2 separate regions of the Ovis aries genome follow, and region 1 is linked to region 2. The links are chromatin contacts, called in public Hi-C maps. All regions are on one chromosome and are shown on one strand. The core of a region is the stretch at or near the end of the contact, and the rest is flanking DNA. Distances in the headings are between cores, read along the strand shown.

Region 1 (3,996 bases), core at 1,177-3,676, 180 kb before region 2:
CAGTGAACTCTGCCCTAATAAAGTGGGTGTCATAACTGATATACACTGCAGCTTTCACCTTCAGAATACTCCCTATACAATCACCATCATGTTCCCAAAGTCTCCACTGCACAGAATTCTGCCCATAATTATCATCTCCCATAAAATCTTGCCCTGGGGCGTGGAGATGAAGCAAAAACATGTTGGAAAATACCCAGCAGGTAGCAATGACTTTTAAAAGTCACAGTTCATTAATAAATATTTAAGTGCCCAGCAAATTTCAGGCACAGGGAGCCTCTGTTAAGCCTCTGATAATGGCTTAACAGAGACAAGCAGATTAAGAGATTAATCAAATTTTAAAACTGTAATCATGATGAGGCTATTAAGAAAAATACAGAATAGGCATATACGCAGACATGACCTAGTCTGGAAAATCAGAGAAGGTACTCTTAATGAAGTATGCGTGTTGGAAAGAGAAAACTGAGAATGACAGGGATTCAACCAGCAGGAAGAGTGTACTAACAGGTATTCTCATCATGCCATGAATACACTGAATCGAAGAACTCCTTTACCATTCATCTTCTAGGAGCAAGTGTCAAATGAAATCCGTCTATATTCTAAATCTGCCATGGCAGACTTCTATGATCTATAATACAGCTCAGCTCTCTTCTTTTCAGATGAATATTTATAAAGCCACTTACAACACAGGACCTGGGCACAAAGTAGGCACTCAACAAGTTCTGCTGAATAAGAAAATGAAAGCAATAGTACAAGAATTGATTTCCAACACGATGGTTACATGACATTTATTCCACATTGAGAGAATACTGTTCTAAAAAATGCCATTATTTTTTCATCAACAAGAAACTTTCAAACAAAATTAGGTAAGAATATTCAAGAAATTTCATAAGCCTAAAAAATAACTTGAAATTGGTAATTAATTAATTCAGCAAAATTAAGTAGTAGTAGTTTTATCAAGTTTTATCCTAGATAAACCTTATGTTTAGCTCGGTGTACTCTCAAGTTACCTGGTATTACCTCTAACTCATATTTTTATAACTTACATTTCTAAAAATGTACAGTTTCCACTTTCTTTAGTAAAACCAGGCAACCAAGTAGCCCTGGCATTCATCTCTTCCTCTCCCACCCACAGGTCCTAGATGGTGCTGACTGAGGATGTGTAGGGAGAAGGAAGGACTTTTGCTTTCTGAAGTAACTTATCTAATAACGCATGTTAAATATTCCACTTCTCACAATGACAGGCATTATCAATGGTCAGACAACCTACCCCAGAACTTTCTATAAAGATAAATACATACCTAAACACATATAGGTATGTGTTTATCATACCTATAAACACAATTTATAGGTATGGGTTTGATTAAGTATTAATGGCTAAATTACCAGTACCAATAATTCAACGTATTTCATATCACCGTGCTTCTAGAGAAGATAAAAGCCGTGAAGTCAAGGCTCAAATAAATTAACCATTTATAGTTCCTGAAGATCTCACAGGAATTTTAACAACAGTAATAAGGAAAGCTACTAAACAGTCTGAGCAAAATATAACTCAGGAAACGTCCCCTACATTGTTTCCATTAAATGGAAACACTACTTCCTTCCTACTCTGCTAAGAAATCTGTACATGTATTATGAGAAAACACTGAGGGGGATGAGTTTCCACAATGACATGAATTATTTCTTTTATATTAAAGGTCTATTTGATTTAATCAATAAATTCTATTTCTTTTGAAATAGACTTTCATTGACTTTAATTTTTTAATTTTTTAAAAGAGTGACTGACGTGGTTTTTAAGAAAATATGTTAAACAATGATTAGGAAAAAACCAGAAATCACTATAATAGTTAAAATAGTTCACAATATTATCATTTTCCATAATTTTGTGTTTAGCACATATGCAAAAAGGACAAATTAATCCTAAAGTAAGTTTTCTTGGAATGATTTTGGAGATTTGAAATTTAATGTCTACTCAAGGGTGCTTGCAGTGAACATATAAAATGTCAAAATTTCTAGACTGTCCTCTTTGAAATGTTCTTCTCCAACATAAGTTCTGATCACACTCTTCAATAAACTTAAACATCCACTTTAGGAAAAGCTCCTTTTAAATAAAATCCACGGGGAAAAGGTGGATTAATCTGACTATAAAACTATCTCGTACAGAAAACATATTCTAAACAAAGGCTACCAACAAACTTGGAAAATATCACCAAATTGTAACCCATTAGGCGACTAATTTGCTTGATTTAAAGAGCTTATGAAAAATCATTAAGAAAAAAAGAAAAACCCTTCAACAGTGGGTACAGAATTTGAATAGACATTTCACAAAAGTAGATACAAAGTTAAGACTTTTTAAAATGCTAGGCTATCTGAGAACTGTACAATGATGACAAGGGATCAAGCAGCTGAGATGCAAGCACAACATGTACAATAATCATGAGGGCATGTATTTCGTGTTTTTTTGGTGTCAAAGGATGTGTTTGTTCTGGTTGCAATCTATTGCCCAATCGCCTGTTTGATAAGGGCAGATAACTACAAAATGACTAGCCAGGACTAGGAACATAGTCCAGTACCTAATTAAGTAAAATTAAAGGACTGCAGGGGAATGAAATCAAAAGCCTGTGTTTTCACTTATGGTTACTAAAGGGGAAAGGTACAGGGGAAGATAAATTAGGAGTTTGGGATTAACACACACACAGTACTATAAACAAAACAGATAATCAACAAGAACCTACTGCATAGCACAGGGAACTCTACTCAATATTCTGTAATAACCTAAATGGGAAAAGAATCTGAAAAAGAATGGATACACATATACATATAACTGAATCACCTTGCTATACACTTGAAACTAACACAAACTGTAAATCAACTCTACGCCAATGTAAAATAAAAATTAAATTTTAAAAAAAGACTGTTTTCACTGACATGGCAACCACATCAGGTATTTTGTGCAGCCAGAGCATCCACAAAAAGCTTGCTTTTTAATTTTACTAACTTCAATTTACTACTTACCTTCCATTATCTTTTTCTCCCTTTTATCCACCCCCCATCCTCCACTACCCTTGCCAGTTTTCTACTTCCTTTGTTCCTTCCCATTCATTGAGGACTTTATTATTAAAAATCTCATGCTCTTCCAAATTCCTATGGCAGCTATATGTACCACTCATTTGGGATTTAACGAATGACCTCTTGTATTACTTATATTTTTACACATGTCCTAATTTTTTCAGATTAACATTTTTATAGATAGATACATTACTTGATAAAGGTATGGTCATTCCATATATGCGTATAGTCAATATCAGTAATTCCTTTTAGATACATTTTTAGTTCTCATATAATCTACAAGTCAAAAGTTGTCCAGGGCATAGGTTCCATGACTGAATAAATTTAGGTAATTTACCTGTGCCCCAGAAGTGTGGCAGCACGGCCAAGGCTGACACTGGAAGTGATCAGGCCAACAGATCTAAAAGAAAGAAGGATGGAGGATAGTACCTGACATTGGTAACAGCAATAAGGATAGAAAGGAGGCGATGGATAGAAAGAAGGCGATGGATAGAAAGAAGGCAGGACAGATAATCAGCAGGATTTAGGGACTGACAGGGTAAAGGCAAATGATCCCTGATGCTACAAGCCACTGAATAGGTAAATAGCACAAATTTAAGAAAAAGCATTAGAACTTTGAGGTGGAAAAAAAAAGTTGACTGTAGAATCAGACCTAATGAATCTGAGATGTCCATAGGGCATATTGATGGTGGTCTTGGATATGAATCTGGAAGTCAGGAGAGAGTGCTCAGTTGGAAGCAAAACAAAAAACAAAAAACTGGGCATTATCAGCATAGAGGTGAAACTGCTAGGAAATGTTTTCATGAAAAGATGAGAAGGTTGATTAGCAGAGAGCTATTTTGAGGGGAGAAAAAAAAGAAAAAAATTTAAGGAACTGCAAAAGAGGTATTTAAGAGAAAGAGGATGACACAAAGACTCAAAATATGTGCT
Region 2 (4,169 bases), core at 139-2,638:
ATGTTTAGTGATAAGCTCAGGCAATCTGGCTTCAAGGTTTATGCTCTTGACTACTGAGCAGGTACCTTCATGGGTCTACCTTTTATTGGGTTGACCAAAAAGTTTATTTTGGTTTTTCAGTAACATCTTTAACAGAAAAATCCAAATGAACTTTTTGGCCACCCCAATACTTAGGGCAATGGTGCTCAGACTTATGGGAGCATCAGAATTATGTGAGGCACCTGTTCAAAGTGTGTACTTCTGGTCGTTCCATCTACCCACCCAACCTCACCCCTACAAGATTCTGTTAGGTCTGTGGCTGAAGAATTTCTATTTTTAAAGTTATTCATTTATTTGTTTCTTTGGCTGCACTGGGATCTTTGATCTTCACTGCAGCATGCGGGGTCTAGGTCCCTGAGCAGGGCTCAAACACGGGCCCCATGCATTGGGAGTACAGAATCTTAGCCACTGGACTACCAGGGAAATCCCAAGAATTTCTATTTTTAACAAGAATCCCAAGTGATTTTAAAATATGTGGTCCAGTATCATACTGAGAAACACAGACTTAGGAAAAGAAGACTTTTTTTCCAAAGGATAAAACTTTTTTTTTTTTTTTTTGCGATTCATTCATCCACTCCAAAAACATGTATTAAGTATCCACTATAAATTTAGAATTGTATTAATTATGAAATCTATGTGTGTGAAATTACTTCAAATACTGGGTCCCTGCAATGAAAGAACATGTACCCTTATACAAGCAAACACTAAACACAACACATATTAATTCCTTTTAATAATACATAAACATTTTCTGAACAGAACATGTCTCAGTCACTGAGTCACTTAGAGAAGAAATAGTTAACAGTGAATGAGTAAGGGTCAGAACTGAGTGATTTCAGTAAAAAATGTTTATGGAGTAGTGCATATGTTTATAGAGGAGTCCCAGTATAAAGACAGGTCACTTGGTCGAATCACCTACAACATAACCCTCAAAGCTGTTTGCATTCAGAGTGACTTTTATCTAGTTAAGATTTTTTAAGTCTAGTTGTTTCCTTCAAATTCCTCTGAATTAAACAAGTTTTCACATTATTTAATTCATCCATCCATCCATTCAACAACCTTAATGCCACAACACTGTGCAAAGAAGTCAAAAAATTAACTCAAGGCACTTAAAATCAACTTGAGAAAACACATACACACACACACACACGAACTAACAAATACAAAGCAGATGTGAGCAATATGATTTTAAATTGTCTTAAAAGATACAATGAGGCATATTAAAATTTTTAAGAGTTAATTTGAACAAAAATCGATTCCAATTAGGCAGTGCCAAACTGGAATTCGTCAGGAGTGCTCTGTCCACAGAAGACGGAGCAAAGTACGGCATTCATTGGCGGGCTATAGCTTCAAGCCTTGCTGGTCGTTTGTGATTGGTTGTCCTTAGGTTTCAATTTCATGACCTTGAGTTGGCACCAGGCTTAGATCTGTGATTGTTTACTCTTAGGCTGCCACAGAATTAGAAGCACCTCAGGTTAATGTCCTTTTTGTTTAGTTAATTTAAGAGCTGCACAGAGAAACTGATAAGAAAAGTGGAAGGAGGGCCTGGCACATATTAAATGTTCAGTAAATGTGAGTTGAATGAATGAATATAGAGTAGGCTAGTCAGGATAAATTTCCTGGAGTAAGAGAAGTAATAGGCAGAGACTAAGGAGCAAAGGTTAGCCTACCAGAACAAATGACAGAAGCAAAGACCCAGTGGCAAACAGCGAAAAAAAAATAAAGCAGGATATAGAGTTTCAACAGTTTGGCTTGGTTGGAACAAAAATGTTAGTGGGTGAAAAAGTAGAGTGTGAGGTTTGATAAGGTATGGTACATTCTGATACAAGCCAAACTGTTATAACAGCTGAAAGCATTTGTAACACCCTAGTAATTTTGTTCTTAGCACTTTGACTTCCTTTTTGAAATGTATTGATAATAAAATGCTAATTCTGTAAGACCAAGCTCTTTAAATAAGTAATATTCTGTAAATAGACTAAATGCCATCAAGATGCTAAAGCAAAAATATAAATGGTCTAGGCAATGTTATGGATGGAGTCAATTTAGAGATTGTCTCTTCTAATTCAACCTGTCTTTTACAATCTGAGGGGTCAAGGATCCAGGCAAATTAGAGTCCTAAGGTATTGGCAGTGCTAATTTGGCAGCTGCCCTATTTACCAACAGTTGATAGAATCTTTAATGTTTAGAACTCTATTTGAATTTCATAACTGTTATTATTTGAAGATCAATATGAAAAATGTGAAGCACATAATTAGAAACAGAAAAGATAAATACATCATACACAGAAGATGTTGAAAATGAATGTGGGAAATTTAGATCTGGATTAAGGCAGTAGCTGAGGGAAATGAGGAGCGATCAAGAGATATTCCTGCTGAAAGTACTAAAAGTAATAGTATTTTTTTGAGTGATTGCCTGAATAAAGAGGCCAATAAGAGAAGTAAAAACAAACAAACCCCAAAATTGCCAATATGACCCTGAGCATCAGACTCGATGGTTAAGTTAGGAAGTGGTTCAGGTGGAAAGGGGATAGCCTTAAAATAGATTTCATAAAAAATTAGTTCTTTATTAAAAAGAAATTATATACTTGGCTGTGCTGGGTCTTAATTGTAGCATGTGAACTCTTAGTTGTGGCATGTGGGATCTAGTTCCCTGACCAGGGGTCGAACCTGGGCCCTCTGCGCTGGGAGCATGAAGTCTTAGCCACCGAACCATCAGGAAGTCCCCAAAACTAGTTCTTTAAAAAGCAATTCTTTGCAAGATGAAAAAGTTCTGGGAGTTCCCTGGTGGTCCAGTGGTTAGGATTCGGTGCTTTCACTGCTGTGGTCTGGGTTCAATCCATAGTCAGGGAACTCAGATCCCGCAAGCCACATAGCAAGTCCAAAAATAAAAGAGTTAAAAAATAAGGAGAGAAAAATTTCTAGAGATTGGTTGCACAACAATGTGAGTATACTTAACCACTGGATATATATGCATAACAATAGTTAAGCATATAGAAAGAAAAGAAATAAATGCATAAGTTTTATTAAAGGGACTATTTCTATTAAACTTATTCTCCATCTGTTTTGGAGCTGTATCAGCTTTTTATGTTTTAGGAGCACAGACTCACTCAGGAAATCTCAAGTAATGGGAAGCCCATCTATTTTAAGGATGCACATGACAATAAAAAGAGATAAGAATATCATGGGTACCTAAGAATAGCAGTATGATTGGGCTTCCATTGGGAACTGAAATGAACATGAAACTGGACAAATTCCATGCATGCCTAGAGACTGGGTTAACTTGTCACTCTTGGCTGCAGCAGGAATGCAGTATTCCCCAACCAGAGGGTGTCACCATTCCTCTGTCTCGATGACTACCAGCCTACCACCTCATTTAGCTAGTTATAGCTCTGCTTACTCATAATTCCAGCTTACTCATAGTCTCTAAGACCAACTTGCAGCTTCTCTCCCACAACCAACAGACTGATCCTCTCTGTAGATCCCATTTCAAATTCTTAAAAGGAAGAAAACTCTGACCGAGCTCGATTTTCACCGTTAAGTATGCATCAGAATCACCTGGAGAGAGTGTTACACTACTAATTGTTGGGCTTCATTCCCAAGCCTTTCTGATTTAGTAGTCTAGGGTACGTCTGAGAATCTGCATTTGAATCCTGAGTAAAGCTCACCACACGGGTCTGGGGACTACAATTGAGAACCACTGGTCTGGTTAGTCACACTTTTATCTGTCTGGACACAGCAAATGGGGCTATACCTCATGTTGTAAATACCATACTTCTGAACTGACTCTCAGGCTCATAATTGGAGAGTTTTTTTTTAAACTTCCTTTTTTTTAACGGCCTCTTCATTTCCACAGGGCTGGAAAAGGTCAGTTTTCATTCCAATCCCAAAAAAGGGCAATGCCAAAGAATGTTCAAACTACCATACAATTACACTCATTTCACATGCTAGCAAGGTAATGCTCAAAATCCTTCAAGTTAGGCTTCAGCAGTACATGAACCGAGAAATTTCAGATGAACAAGCTGGATTTAGAAAAGGCAGAAGAACCAGAGATCAAATTGCCAACATCTGTTGGATCATAGAGAAAGCAAGGGAATTCAGAAAAACATCCACTTCTGCTTCATTGACTACACT

Evidence for each region. A called contact is a pair of places that touch in the nucleus more often than the background predicts.
Region 1: a contact with region 2 is called in a Hi-C map of liver, with 5 times the contacts expected there. The contact joins two enhancer-like sites. A contact is called at or near these places in 7 of 16 Hi-C or Micro-C datasets (liver, muscle, omental adipose tissue and 2 more).

What each region holds. Positions count from the first base shown.
Region 1 is chr8:26,894,616-26,898,611 of ARS-UI_Ramb_v3.0, reverse strand. The region is part of intron 2 of CDK19 (cyclin dependent kinase 19); the gene reads right to left. Among named protein-coding and RNA genes, the nearest start is that of CDK19, 100 kb to the right of the region's middle. Within about 2 kb of position 2,426, at least 2 of the 54 cell types and tissues checked have an H3K27ac peak or open chromatin away from gene starts, as enhancers often do. A contact at or near this core is called in liver, where this site is marked.
Region 2 is chr8:26,709,255-26,713,423 of ARS-UI_Ramb_v3.0, reverse strand. No RefSeq gene overlaps it. Among named protein-coding and RNA genes, the nearest start is that of GTF3C6, 15 kb to the right of the region's middle. Within about 2 kb of position 1,388, at least 4 of the 54 cell types and tissues checked have an H3K27ac peak or open chromatin away from gene starts, as enhancers often do. A contact at or near this core is called in liver, where this site is marked.